Linked DNA regions of Mus musculus: regions 1 and 3 are each linked to region 2. A link is a contact called in public HiChIP or PLAC-seq data. All regions are on one chromosome and are shown on one strand. The core of a region is the stretch at or near the end of the contact, and the rest is flanking DNA. Distances in the headings are between cores, read along the strand shown.

What was found. HiChIP or PLAC-seq counts read pairs in DNA pulled down with a chosen protein or histone mark.
Region 1: an H3K4me3 HiChIP or PLAC-seq map of bone marrow-derived macrophages shows a contact between it and region 2, with 2.7 times the contacts expected there. The contact joins the enhancer-like site here to the promoter of Ncapg2 in region 2. A contact is called at or near these places in 1 of 39 promoter capture datasets (the HPC-7 cell line), 2 of 484 Hi-C or Micro-C datasets (nephron progenitors and neutrophils), 7 of 115 datasets of contacts at active chromatin or transcription factors (the 230-238 cell line, CD8 T cells, the SCID.adh cell line and 3 more) and 3 of 9 other capture datasets (adipose tissue, liver and pancreatic islet).
Region 3: a contact with region 2 is called in an H3K27ac HiChIP or PLAC-seq map of thymic regulatory T cells, with 2.8 times the contacts expected there. The contact joins the enhancer-like site here to the promoter of Ncapg2 in region 2. A contact is called at or near these places in 1 of 39 promoter capture datasets (the HPC-7 cell line), 1 of 15 datasets of contacts at CTCF or cohesin (the NIH/3T3 cell line), 1 of 484 Hi-C or Micro-C datasets (CD4 T cells), 5 of 115 datasets of contacts at active chromatin or transcription factors (the 230-238 cell line, the SCID.adh cell line, bone marrow-derived macrophages and 2 more) and 3 of 9 other capture datasets (adipose tissue, liver and pancreatic islet).

What each region holds. Positions count from the first base shown.
Region 1 is chr12:116,332,821-116,336,720 of GRCm38.p6, reverse strand. Esyt2 (extended synaptotagmin-like protein 2) reads right to left here. Exons shown (of 22, transcript NM_028731.5): 7 at 2,465-2,520. Among named protein-coding and RNA genes, the nearest start is that of Esyt2, 54 kb to the right of the region's middle. Within about 2 kb of position 2,255, at least 10 of the 459 cell types and tissues checked have an H3K27ac peak or open chromatin away from gene starts, as enhancers often do. A contact at or near this core is called in the HPC-7 cell line and bone marrow-derived macrophages, where this site is marked.
Region 2 is chr12:116,403,184-116,406,917 of GRCm38.p6, reverse strand. It overlaps Ncapg2 (non-SMC condensin II complex, subunit G2), which reads right to left and starts at 1,482. Exons shown (of 29, transcript NM_133762.4): 1 at 1,457-1,482; 2 at 1,041-1,216. It overlaps D430020J02Rik (RIKEN cDNA D430020J02 gene), which reads left to right and starts at 1,757. Exons shown (of 2, transcript NR_028421.1): 1 at 1,757-1,951; 2 at 2,275-3,734.
Region 3 is chr12:116,311,668-116,315,882 of GRCm38.p6, reverse strand. The region is part of intron 1 of Esyt2 (extended synaptotagmin-like protein 2); the gene reads right to left. Among named protein-coding and RNA genes, the nearest start is that of Esyt2, 33 kb to the right of the region's middle. Within about 2 kb of position 1,857, at least 18 of the 459 cell types and tissues checked have an H3K27ac peak or open chromatin away from gene starts, as enhancers often do. A contact at or near this core is called in thymic regulatory T cells, where this site is marked.

The DNA of each region.
Region 1 (3,900 bases), core at 1,006-3,505, 71 kb after region 2:
AATCTATGAGGATGACCCTAGCTAGGACTCCTAATGGGGATAAGGAGTCTAAACCAGCCATCTCCTGTAACCTGACATGACTTCCAATGGTGGACTAGGACATCAACCCAGCCAGAAAAACTTAACACCGTAATTTGTCTTGCCTATAAGGTGTGCACAGGTAAAAGATGGAGCAGATTTTGAAGTACTGACCAACCAATGACTAGCCATGAGAGGGAGCCCAGTCCTGACCCAATTAATGATATCCTATTGTGACAGGAGCCTAGCACATATGTCATCAGAGAAGCTTCTTCACCTAGAAACTTATGTAGAGACCCACACTCAAACATTAAGTGCAGCTTGTGGAATCCTGTGGAAAAGGGGGTAAAGGCTTATTAAAGGAGCTAGAGGGGTCAAGAACACAACAAGAAACCTACGGAATCAACTAACCTGGGCCCACAAAGTCTGAACTGCCAAGCAGAAAGCATGCCTGGGACAGCCTGGGCCCTTTGCATACACGTAACATGTGGACTCCTAAAGTGGGAGCAGGGGCTGTTTTGGACTACACTGCCTGCCCCTAAGAGGCCTTGTCTAGCCTCAATAGAAAAAGATGCACCTAATCTTACTTTATATGCAAAGCTGGTTGATATCCATGGGAGGCCTTCCCTTTTCTGAGGAGGAGGAAAGCAGGGGTGTATGGGGGAAGGTGAGGTGAAAGGGAAAGACTAGGAGGAGAGAGGGGAGAGGAAACTGCAAACAAGGTGTATGTTCCTGTAAATAAATAATTTAACCAATAATAAAATAGAAAAAGACTGGGCTTACATTATAAATCACTGAGTAAGATGAAACCAGCTAAGTGTGCAAATAGCATGTGCATATTCTCCTGAGTGTGTTCACAGTGATTGTGGTAAGGTCCTTAGTAAATAAAATGGTTTCTGATTGGCTGAACTCTTGTGAGGGTACAAGACACATCTTCTAAGCCACACTGACACGTACAGAACTCATGTCATTTACAATTACAGACAAGACAATCAATTAGCCTGCTTATTTCAGTCCACCTATAATGCTAAATAAAGACCAGTAAAAGCAGCTTCTATAGCAACCTTTGCATGTACCTGTTGCTCACCTCTGGCTAACAAAATCCAGCAAGCACTGCCACTTGCAGTGTAAGTTCTCCCTTTTTGGGGATCATTCACTGGAAGGGAGAGGGTTCAAGTAATAAATATTTCTTGGTTTCTCTGTAGAGCATATATAAAACTAAAACCTGACTTGAAAAAAAAAATCACAGGAACTTATCAAAGGCAGGTAGATACATAAAGTGACCCTGGAGTTTCTGTAAAACTAGCGGGAAAGACTGTGCCATTTGCAGAACAGCTGCAGCACACAGCAAGAATCCATCTGAAGACAAGCGTAAGAAGACCTGTAAGACTGCATGAACAGCCCATCTCATTTGGCATCAACATCTGCCTGAGCCCGACACCCCACAAAGAAGGTTCTATGAGCTGCAAAGCCAGTGCAGGTTAAGCTCTCTTGGAGAACCCGTGAGAATGCCATTCTCATCTATGTTCAAGTGAGAACAGTGGTTGGCTCAGAGCAGGTGTGAAATACCCATTTCTCTGCTGAGTGACAGCACTGAATTTTAAAGATGCTATTTCTACACAGAATATTAAAAATATTATTTAAAAATGAAAAAGTATCATTTGGGAATCTCAGTGGGTGGCTCAGAGATTACCTGTGTCAATTTAAGTCAGTATTTTGTTTCTAAACAAGATTCTAATGAACTAGAAATTCATCAACAAATCTTTTGAAGTTGTACTTTTCTGTTCACAGATTTTTTTTAAAGATAATAAAACTTCTCTCTCAACCTGATAAATCATAATATATTCTATTTGTGACTATGCCTGAGATTATTAAAGCTGCTGTCTTTTACTGATCATAGAGCAAAATCTTGTTTTAGCAGTCATTTCAGAGACATAAACAAGCACACAGAAATAGGAAGCAGTCTGAAATCAAAGATTTGGAATTAATTTGTAAGCTACTTAAGGGTAAAAATCTATAGGTCATAAAACATCCACTAGAAGCAAATGTACCTAGTAAGCTAATAAGCCATGCATGTTAGCCTTCAAACAGAATAATGTAAACATCAAAAGGTTTTGAAGACTCTAACTTCAGATTTTCCCGCTAAGTAGTAATGGAGAGACTGTACTCTGTGTTGGTCTACCATATCAGACATACGACAGTGACTCAGCTAACTCTTTCACAGGACAATATGCTGTTGGTGGCTCAAGTGCCTGTTAAGAGGAAACTTCCTTGTTTTGTATTCACTAAATGGTTACAGAATAGAGAAGAGCTTCCATTTCTGTGGTTAGAAACTTCATATCCAGGTTCCATGTTTACCTACTCTCTCAAGAATGAAGGTGACAGACAAAAGGCAGAAGCGGCTAGGAGAGACCGCAGCAGCAACTACACGCAGGTCAACACTTACTTCAGTCCAGGGATGTCCAGAAGGTTAGTCAGCCCTGTCCAGTTAATCTCTAAAAGCTGTTTTAAAAAGGAAAAAAAGTATTAAATATCAAAACAGTTTCCATACAACATAGCCAATCCAAACAGGCTTGTGTACGTGAAATAAGTATGATAAGAACTGCGACACCTTTCCCCAACGTGTATTCTATCAAAGACAGATGCTGTCACTGCATATGAAGACTGGCCCACTTCTTATTTTATGATAAGGCCATAGTTTTCTCTACTAAAAACATACTTCAATTTCTCCTTTATCACAGTTAACAATTCAGTGATTATCCTTTGTTTTATTATTTGTTTATATACTCTCAACTGGCCTGGAACTCATGAAAACCAGGCTGCCCTCAGACGCAGAGACTGCCTGTCTCTGACTCCCAAGTGCTGGGATTAAAGATGTATGTCATCATGTCCAGCATGAATATACATGTTTATATATACACATACAGCCTAACTTTCAAAAATGGGGGTATGAGTCAGCAAGATAACCCAGCAGGTAAAAGTGCTTGACACACTCACCTGATGATCTAGATTCAATCCCCAAGATCCATAGTACAAAAAGAAAACTCCACATGAATACCATCAAAAGCAAAAATTTTCAAGTGGAGCATGATGCTAAAGATTATATGTTCATTTTCAGTATCAGTACCTAGTGATCCCCCAAATCACTACTTAAAGTTCTGTTACTAACAAAAGTATTGGATAGAAACATTTCTTCTCCATGTTGTTACCAGAAAGAAATATTAAAACTCACCCTAGTTGGTAGTTGAACAACGGTACTTTACTTTGAATTTTTTACTTGCATATTCCTATGAATAGAACATGTTCTGTCTATTCATTGGATATTTATAGTCATCTCAGTAATTCTTACATAATTCTATTAAGTAGACATAGCAGTTAAAACTACTGGTTGTAAATACTGATTTTTCTCTACTAAAATGGATACTGTGCACATTAAAATACTCAGTGTTTATTACTTATCGAGGACATGTTAAGTGAAATTGTACAGTCTCAGTCTCCAAAGCACCCACCTCTCCAACTGAGATCTTATGGTTCCAAAAGAAGAAACCAATTTTAGAACACATCAAGCCGGGCGTGGTGGCACACGCTTTTAATCCCAGCACCTGGGAGGCAGAGGCAGGCAAATTTCTGAGTTCAAGGCCAGCCTGGTCTACAGAGTGAGTTCTAGGACAGCCAGGGCTACACAGAAAAACCCTGCCTCGAAAAACCAAATAAACAAACAAACACATCAATCAAACAAATCACAAATCACTAGTTTCATGATCAGGACTATAGAGCGGGGAAAGCCATGAATTCCAAAGCATCTGGCTCTGCATCAGTCACTCAAGTAACTGATAAGCACCGTGACTAACAGGCTCCGTTCTCTTTTCCCTTCTATCATTA
Region 2 (3,734 bases), core at 233-2,732:
AAGAAAGACCTGACTTATGCAATAGGGTCAGGCTCATCTCCACATCTGAATTCTGCAGACTCCACTTCTAAAGTCCCATTCCTCCAAGAAGATCCCACCCAACAATTCTCTCTTGTTTTTCAAGAGAGAGACTTGGAAGTAAAACCACAAAAACAGCCCTGAGGTCACCTGGGAGCTTGTTAGGCAGTGCATCTGTGCCCCACTCCAGCACCCTCCCCTCCTCTGCACACCTACAGGATAATGAGAGCTCTGGGGACCTTGCTCATTCTTCTTCCTACATGTGATCTCCCAGGTAAAATGCCATCCTATTTTACCTTTACACCTGGTGCTACGATGACATACTCAAAACAAAAACCTAACAATACAGTTACAACAAATGATATTTGCAACAGGTCTTCTCATCTTAAGAATAAATTTGAAAATCTCTCATACCTTTAGAAATACAGCAATATGGAGAATTATTGGCATTAATTATAGAGTGTGAATCACAATAAATATGCATTCCTATTCTAAATTGAATAAAAGTAGAAAATAACCTCAATTTGACAACTCCTCATATTAGTAAATTTTAAATATAGCCACTTCATTCCCCGATTCAAATGGCTGAATTGTGAACCATAACTTTTTTGTGATGAATAAAATGGAGAGGGAAAGGTGGGTTGCCAGTATCACCACTTTACTAATTATGGTCACTTTGTTTACTTAAGTACATGTCTTTGGCAACTTAGTATGCCATATAATGTCTACATATGCTACTTACAAACCGTGACTCCGTATCTTGATTTTTCTCTTTCCTTAGTTCATAACTAAGTTGCTCCCTAGATCAGTCCTAGGTATAGGTTCGGGTTCCTCCCTTATGTCAGTGCAAGAATAAATCCAGCGTCTTCACCACCACGTCAGGCCCCAGTTAAGTGTCAACACTGCTGTCCTCCCTAGTCAGCTCCCCAGCCCCGTGCCAGGATCTTCCATGTCATTCTCTGGTCAGGGCTGGGGTTCTCGCTAGTCAACCCGGGTGCAGGTCTTTGGTACTACCTACTCACCCAGGCTCCTTCTCAGGGGTCTTCTCTAGTCAGACTCAGGTCTGCGTCCCCGGTCCTCCGTAGTCTGCATCAGGTCCTTGCCTGAGAGCCTCCCTACTGTGCGCAGGTCATTTTCCGGAGTCCTCGCCAGTCACACTCGGGCCCTCTCCCGGGGTCGTCCTAGTCTGAGGTCCTACCTAGTGAACCCGGGTTCCAGGCTGAGATCCTCCCTGGCGAGCCCCGCTTCTCGGTCTGGGATCCTTCCCAGTCAGCCGGGGGATCCCGCTCTGCCCTCCCGCAGCACCTCCCGCTCCACAAGCGCTCGAAACCGATGGCGGCCGCGGACGTGAGACCCGCGACGGTGTCCGCCGCCCAGCCGCGGTCGCCGGCCGCCGAGTCCTACTCACCTCCCACCCAACTCACCGCGCGGCGCTCACCTCACCACAGACCCATAGTTTCCCGCGCTCGGACCAGATTCAAACACACCCGCGTATACCCCGGACGCTCCCGCCCTCCACCCCGTCACCAGTCGCCGCTCTCACGAGATCTGACGCCGTCCCGGCCACGCCCATATCCCCCACAGCTCTGCAGCCAGGCTCCGCCCCCAAGGCCCAAGCACCGCCTCCTGGGCGTGACTCAGAGCCTCTGGCGGGAGTCTCTTTAGCGCGCTCACGGGATGCGCAGGCGCAGAGCTGCTGGCTGTGTTTCCCGCCCTCCGCCCACACACACCCACCTTCCTTGGGAGCGCTGCTGTTGCTTCTGTGTTCCTTGCCAGCTGCTCGGTGAGACGTCACGCTGATATCAGACGGAGGAGGGAGAGCAAGTCCGAGACTGCTCAAGTGGTAACCAAGAAGATTCTTGAAGAAATCCTGCCTCGGTTCGGGATCCCTAAGGTAATCGGCTCAGACAATGGGCCCGCATTTGTTGCCCAGGTAAGTCAGGAATTGGCCACACAATTGGGGACTAATTGGAAGTTTCTAAGTGTGCTTATAGGCCCCAGAGCTCAGGACAGGTAGAAAGAATGAGTAGGACTTTAAAAGAGACCCTTACTAAATTAGTCATGGAGACCGGCGGAAAGGACTGGGTGACTCTCCTTCCCTTTGCGCTCCTCAGGGTCCGAAACACTCCTGGACATTTCGGTCTTACCCCTTATGAGATTCTCTTTGGGGGACCGCCTCCCTTAACTGAGTCAGGTGGGATATTGGATCTTGGCACTGACTCATCCTCACCCTCTGCTCTTTTTGCTCACCTAAAGGCCCTAGAGGTTGTTAAAACACAGATCTGCAACCAGATCAGAGAAGCCTACACTCCGGGAACCATAGCAGTGCCTCACGGGTTCCAGGTTGGAGACTCAGTCTTGGTCAGACGACATCGCACTGGCACGCTTGAGCCCCGGTGGAAAGGACCGTATCTGGTGCTGTTGACCACCCCCACGGCAGTAAAAGTAGACGGGATCGCTGCTTGGATCCATGCCTCCCACGTCAAAAAGGCACCCAGCCAAGATGAAGACAACTGGATGGTGGCAGCCACTGACAATCCTCTTAAGCTTCGCTTGGGTCACAGGAGTCACCCTGGGCCTAAAGAACCACAACCCACACCAGCCTCTGACTCTAACTTGGCAAGTTCTCGGTCCTGATTCGGATCAGGTCTTGTTTACCACCTCCAAAACAGCGCCGCCAGGGACATGGTGGCCAGACCTAGCCTTCTGCCTCAAACAGATAATTCCAGCTGCTAGAAGCACTCCCCCTAATCTAGTAAGAAGCTATGGATTCTACTGCTGCCCAGAGCACAGCAAGTGGTCCTTATGCGGAGGGTCAGCCTCCTATTATTGTGGCCAATGGAATTGTGTTACTTCCAACGATGGTGATTGGAAATGGGCTAGTGGTCATGTTCCTGACAGGGCTGAGTTCTCTTTTCAGAACTCAGGGCCTGGAAAGCACACCGTAATGGAACTGTATAAAAGGGCTGACTGTCGCCCCGATGATTTAGACAGAGTACTGATCAAATTTACAGACACAGGAAAAAAATATGACATCAAGGCATGGATAAGGGGCATGCGGTGGGGATTAGTTTTTTATGACTATAGTGGAAAGCCTGGGTCATCAGTCATGGTTCGTTTGAGCCTCAGTAGCCCCCGACCCAACCAGTAGGACCTAACCCTGTTCTAGTTGAAAAGCCTTCGTTACTGCTTCCCAGGCCTACCATCCCTGGGTCTCCATCAGACTATCCGACCAAGGCTCACACTCCTTCCTTGGATCGGGTTCCAACCACTCCCATGCCCCCAGATACCAAGAATCGCCTATTTAGCCTAATACAAGGGGCATTCCTGGTCCTCAATCGTACTGATCCCAACATTACTCGGTCTTGCTGGCTGTGCTATGCCTCTAGCCCCCCTTATTATGAGGGAATTGCTCAGATGAGGATTTATAATAAAACTTCAGACCCCTCTCAATGCCCTTGGGGGGAAAACAGAAAGTTGACTCTGGCAGCAATCTCAGGAAGTGGACTTTGTTTAGGCCGGGTACCTCATGACAGACGGCACCTCTGTAATCAGACCCAGCACGTACAGCCTAGCGAAGGTGGTCAGTATCTAGTCGTCCCCCCCCCCCATAGACACAGTATGGGCTTGCAACACAGGTCTCCTTGTGTGTCTACTTCTGTTTTTAATGGTTCCAAAGATTTCTGCATTCTGGTTCAACTTGTTCCTAGACTCCT
Region 3 (4,215 bases), core at 608-3,107, 91 kb after region 2:
AGATCAAAAGGCAAGTATTGGGTATCTTCTGTTCACTGTCATGGAAACTTCTGCAGCGCAGATGTACCATACTTTCTGTAATTTCAGAGTGAATACCGCAGTGCCGTTTCTGTAGGGCCTAACTCCTGAATATTCTTGCCCTTTGATGTCTGATTGTTCTCACCTGCTTCCCCAAAAGGCCTCTCCTTGCCTGGCCTCCCAACTACTAAATTTAGCTAACAGAGCACTATTCTAGAAAACAGGAACTTCCTTTTCAAGTCACCTTACTGAAGACTTTGATGCCTGAGTGTTTATCAAATAATTTTAACTTCCTTAGCTTGAGCTTCAAAGGCAGTGCAGTCACATTTTCTCTGGGTCACAGCTCAAAGACCCACCTTTATATATCCTGTTGACTACAGCCAGAGCAGCCATGGCTGTGGACATGGAATGATGCTCTTCCCCACCTTCTTCTCCTGACAGCCCTTCCCTAAGAACCAGCTCACTTTAGCTTTGGTCAGCTTCACACAACACTTTACCACCTAAAGACCAACAGTCCTCCACTGAGGTGCTGCAACTCTCTGTAAGTCAACATTTGTCACAACATGACACACAGTACATTACACTACATCTTATTTGTAAATACCATCAAATGAACTTCCAGATTCCAATAATGTCTTCAAAAAGTTTAAGGAGGACTACGTCCTGTAATACAAGCTACAGTCAGATCTCCAACCAATAAAAAGGGGTTAATAGGGACCATGGAATCTTAAAATATTGTTTGCATAGACATATATGTGTTTATATTTGTGTCTCTGTACATATGTATAAATATGTAAATACATAAATATATGTAAATATATGCATAGAACACAAAAAATATGTACTGAACCAGGAACAAAAAAAAAAAAACCCGAATTTTGATTTTCTTTTCTGTTGTTACAGTTTAACTCTTTGTGACAACCAAAAAATTAATTTGCTAATCATTACTTTAAGATCAAGAAATATTGCAAGCTAGGTGTTGGCATACATCTACAATCCTAGCACTAAAGGAGGCAAGAAGGGATAAGCCTGGGTTACGAAGGAGATACTGTCTCAAATCAACAAGGGAAGAAAAAGAAAACAAAAGAAAATGTGGACACTTGTGAACCCTGACTTTCCCCAGTGTTTTTCCTGCCCACATGCTGAACCATGCTCTACCTTAAGAACTCATATATTCATCATTTAGAGACTTGTGTTAGAGAAGGAAGAGCACTGTTTAGGGATCTGATCTTACCTGGATGGTTCCCTAACATTCCACAACTAGACAGCATGTAGCTCCTAAAGCCCTTTGTAGACAAGGATACTAGTGAAACAGGATAGAAAGCAAAGAAAAAAATTAAAGGGACATGAGAATGAAAAGAGCCCTCACTTCAACCTGAATCATGTTTGAGTAATTAATTCATCTGTTTAGAGTCAAGAATTTACACAGAACCAATGAAACTACTGCTTGCAAGTCTGACTCTACCACAAGAAGCAATCTTATATTCAAAACATAACACAAACCTTTGTAACCTTTGACTTTCAAAATTTTAGAACTCCTTTTTCATCTGTAAACCTACTAAATAATATGCCTTGTAAACCACCTTAAAGCCGCTCTTGAAAGCAAAGAAAATTCTTTAGATAAGAGAAGTAAACGTAGCTTAAACTTAAATTTTAAACTTTATTTAATCTTTAAATTTGTTACAAAGCTATACATTCCAACCTTCTTACTGCTTATACTCTTGGGTGTATGAATTTGATGCCTGCACTCTAATGTGTACTCTCCTCTACTTAATGAACTCAACTTTACTTCAGACTGAATAATGCTGACTGAATCTGTAGTAGCAGGAAGTCAACATCCTGGCAGTGTCTGGGTGGGTAGAGGCTGCTGAAGGTAAGTCGAGGTGCACCACTGGTAAGGAGTTGTAACTAGGGAATCTTTTGTTTCATTTTTATTTTTTGACACAGTGGGTCCCTGGCTGATAGCTGCTCATTGTCAAGACCAACCTGTTCTTGAACTCACAGAGATATGCCTGTCTCTGCCTCCCATTTTACTGAGATAAAATGTACAGATTCTGTCCCCAGAACCTTTTGTTTTAAATTTGACCTTTGACCCCGGGTTTCACACTTAAAACTCCTAAATACTCTTGAATTTCCTGACAGACAGGTACATCCCTTCTTCCAATCAGGTGACTCTTGCTGGACTCATGGTTTCAGGATAGGGTTAGATGAAATAAGGGAAGAACTTCCCCCTTTACTCTACTGGGGGAAGTGGGTAGAGGTTGAGCCAATCACTAATGGAATATGATTTAATCAATTACAACTATTTAATGAAACATCCTTTTAAGCTATTTAACAAAACAAAAGGACAGGGTTGTAAAGATTCCAGGCTGCACAACATGTGGGTTTTCCTGGAGGGGACAGTGAAGTTCTGTGTTCCCTTCCAGACTGTCCCCTATGTTTCTCTTCATCTGATTGGTTATCTATATGCTTTGTAATAGCCCTGACAATAAAGCAGTAAACATATTTCTAAGTTCTATAAGACATCCTAACAAATTAATAGAATCAACATAGGAATTGTAGGAACCCATGACATACATTCACATCAAACACACATGACAAGTTACTACATGCAACTGGCTCCTAAATGGGGAAGAGAATTGTGGGATGTAGTTCTTAGTTTGTAACACCCAACACTAACTTCATGTAGACAATGTCAGAAACAAACTGAAGTATAGGATACCCAGACAGTGCCTGCTGGAGAACTTCTTGGCTATAGGAAACCTCTCTACCCACCTCATTTGGTGACCTGAGGTAAAGTATTCTACTGAATATGAGTGTAAGAAAAGGGTTCAAAAATTAAAATATTTGTTATATCAGACCAAACAGAGGGGAGAGGGAAGAAAGGAGAATAGATTAGAATGAGAATTCTAAGTCTCTGTGGCTGACCTGGAGAAGGAAGGAAGAGAATTTTTAAGTCGGGCGGTGGTGGCGCACGCCGTTAATCCCAGCACTTGGGAGGCAGAGGCAGGTGGATTTCTGAGTTCAAGACCAGCCTGGTCTACAGAGTGAGTTCCAGGACAGCCAGGGCTACACAGAGAAACCCTGTCTCGAAAAACCAAAGAGAGAGAGAGAGAGAGAGAGAGAGAGAGAGAGAGAGAGAGAGAGAGAGAGAGAGAGAGAGAGAGAGAGAGAGAGAGAGAGACATCTCATCTAACATCTACAGTTCTCTCCCCTGTGCTTTCCATGTGCAAAAGATACAAGAAGCCATGTGCATCTCTGTATGTCCTGTGGGCTGTACCAGACAGGAAAATGAACAGAGATCTAGGGCCTGGAGAAAAACAGCAAACACTCAAGTCGACAGAATGCCTATACATATAAAATAAACAAATAAAATTGTTTTTTTTTTAATCCACAAGGTTATAATTTTGTTAGTGGTTTGTGTCATAATAATGTAGACTTTGGTCATTATAAGCATGTAACCTGACACACTAAATACTTCTCAGGCTGCTTCCAAACCAGAACATTCAAAATTCTCTCCTAGGTGCTTAGCTACTTAGGAGAAATTTCCTTAAGGCATATGAAACTGCATTAGCCTCTCTCAGTTTTTTACCTGAGACCATAGGCGACCACAATCACTCTATTATATTCTCACAAAGTGGGGCTAACAGAGTTAAGGTAAAAATTTGACTTTCCTATGTTACTGCAAACTGCAAAGGTCTGACTCAAGGACTAGCTGCTTAAGAAGGCCAACAGGCTGAGCTTGGGAGGAGGTGTAGCTCTGACTCCTGATAGCTGAAGGAGGAACAGGAGGTAACAGAAGTGTCTGCTGTATACCAGTGTGTTCAAAGCCATATGTCTAAAAAGTATTCATCTTTGATAATTCACTATGTCTTTGTTATATGAACGACAGATGCCTATTTCAAGGAAACAATAGAATATAATTTTAAGCTAGGTGACTCCTAGTATAGTTTTACAAGATGTATAAAATATCTGAAAGCCAACTGTAGTCAGGGAGAAGGCTCTCACAATATAGCTCAGACTGACTCAAGCTTGTGATCCAATTGCTTTAGTTTCTAAGTGCTGGGTTTTAAGTTTGTCCCAATACGCTTGGCTGAAAACTAATTCTTATATTTCAGTAACAGATAGTACACTGAATTTCACATGTACATCTGGCATACATAATTCATAGAACTGCTTATTTTTAAGGCATTTTAT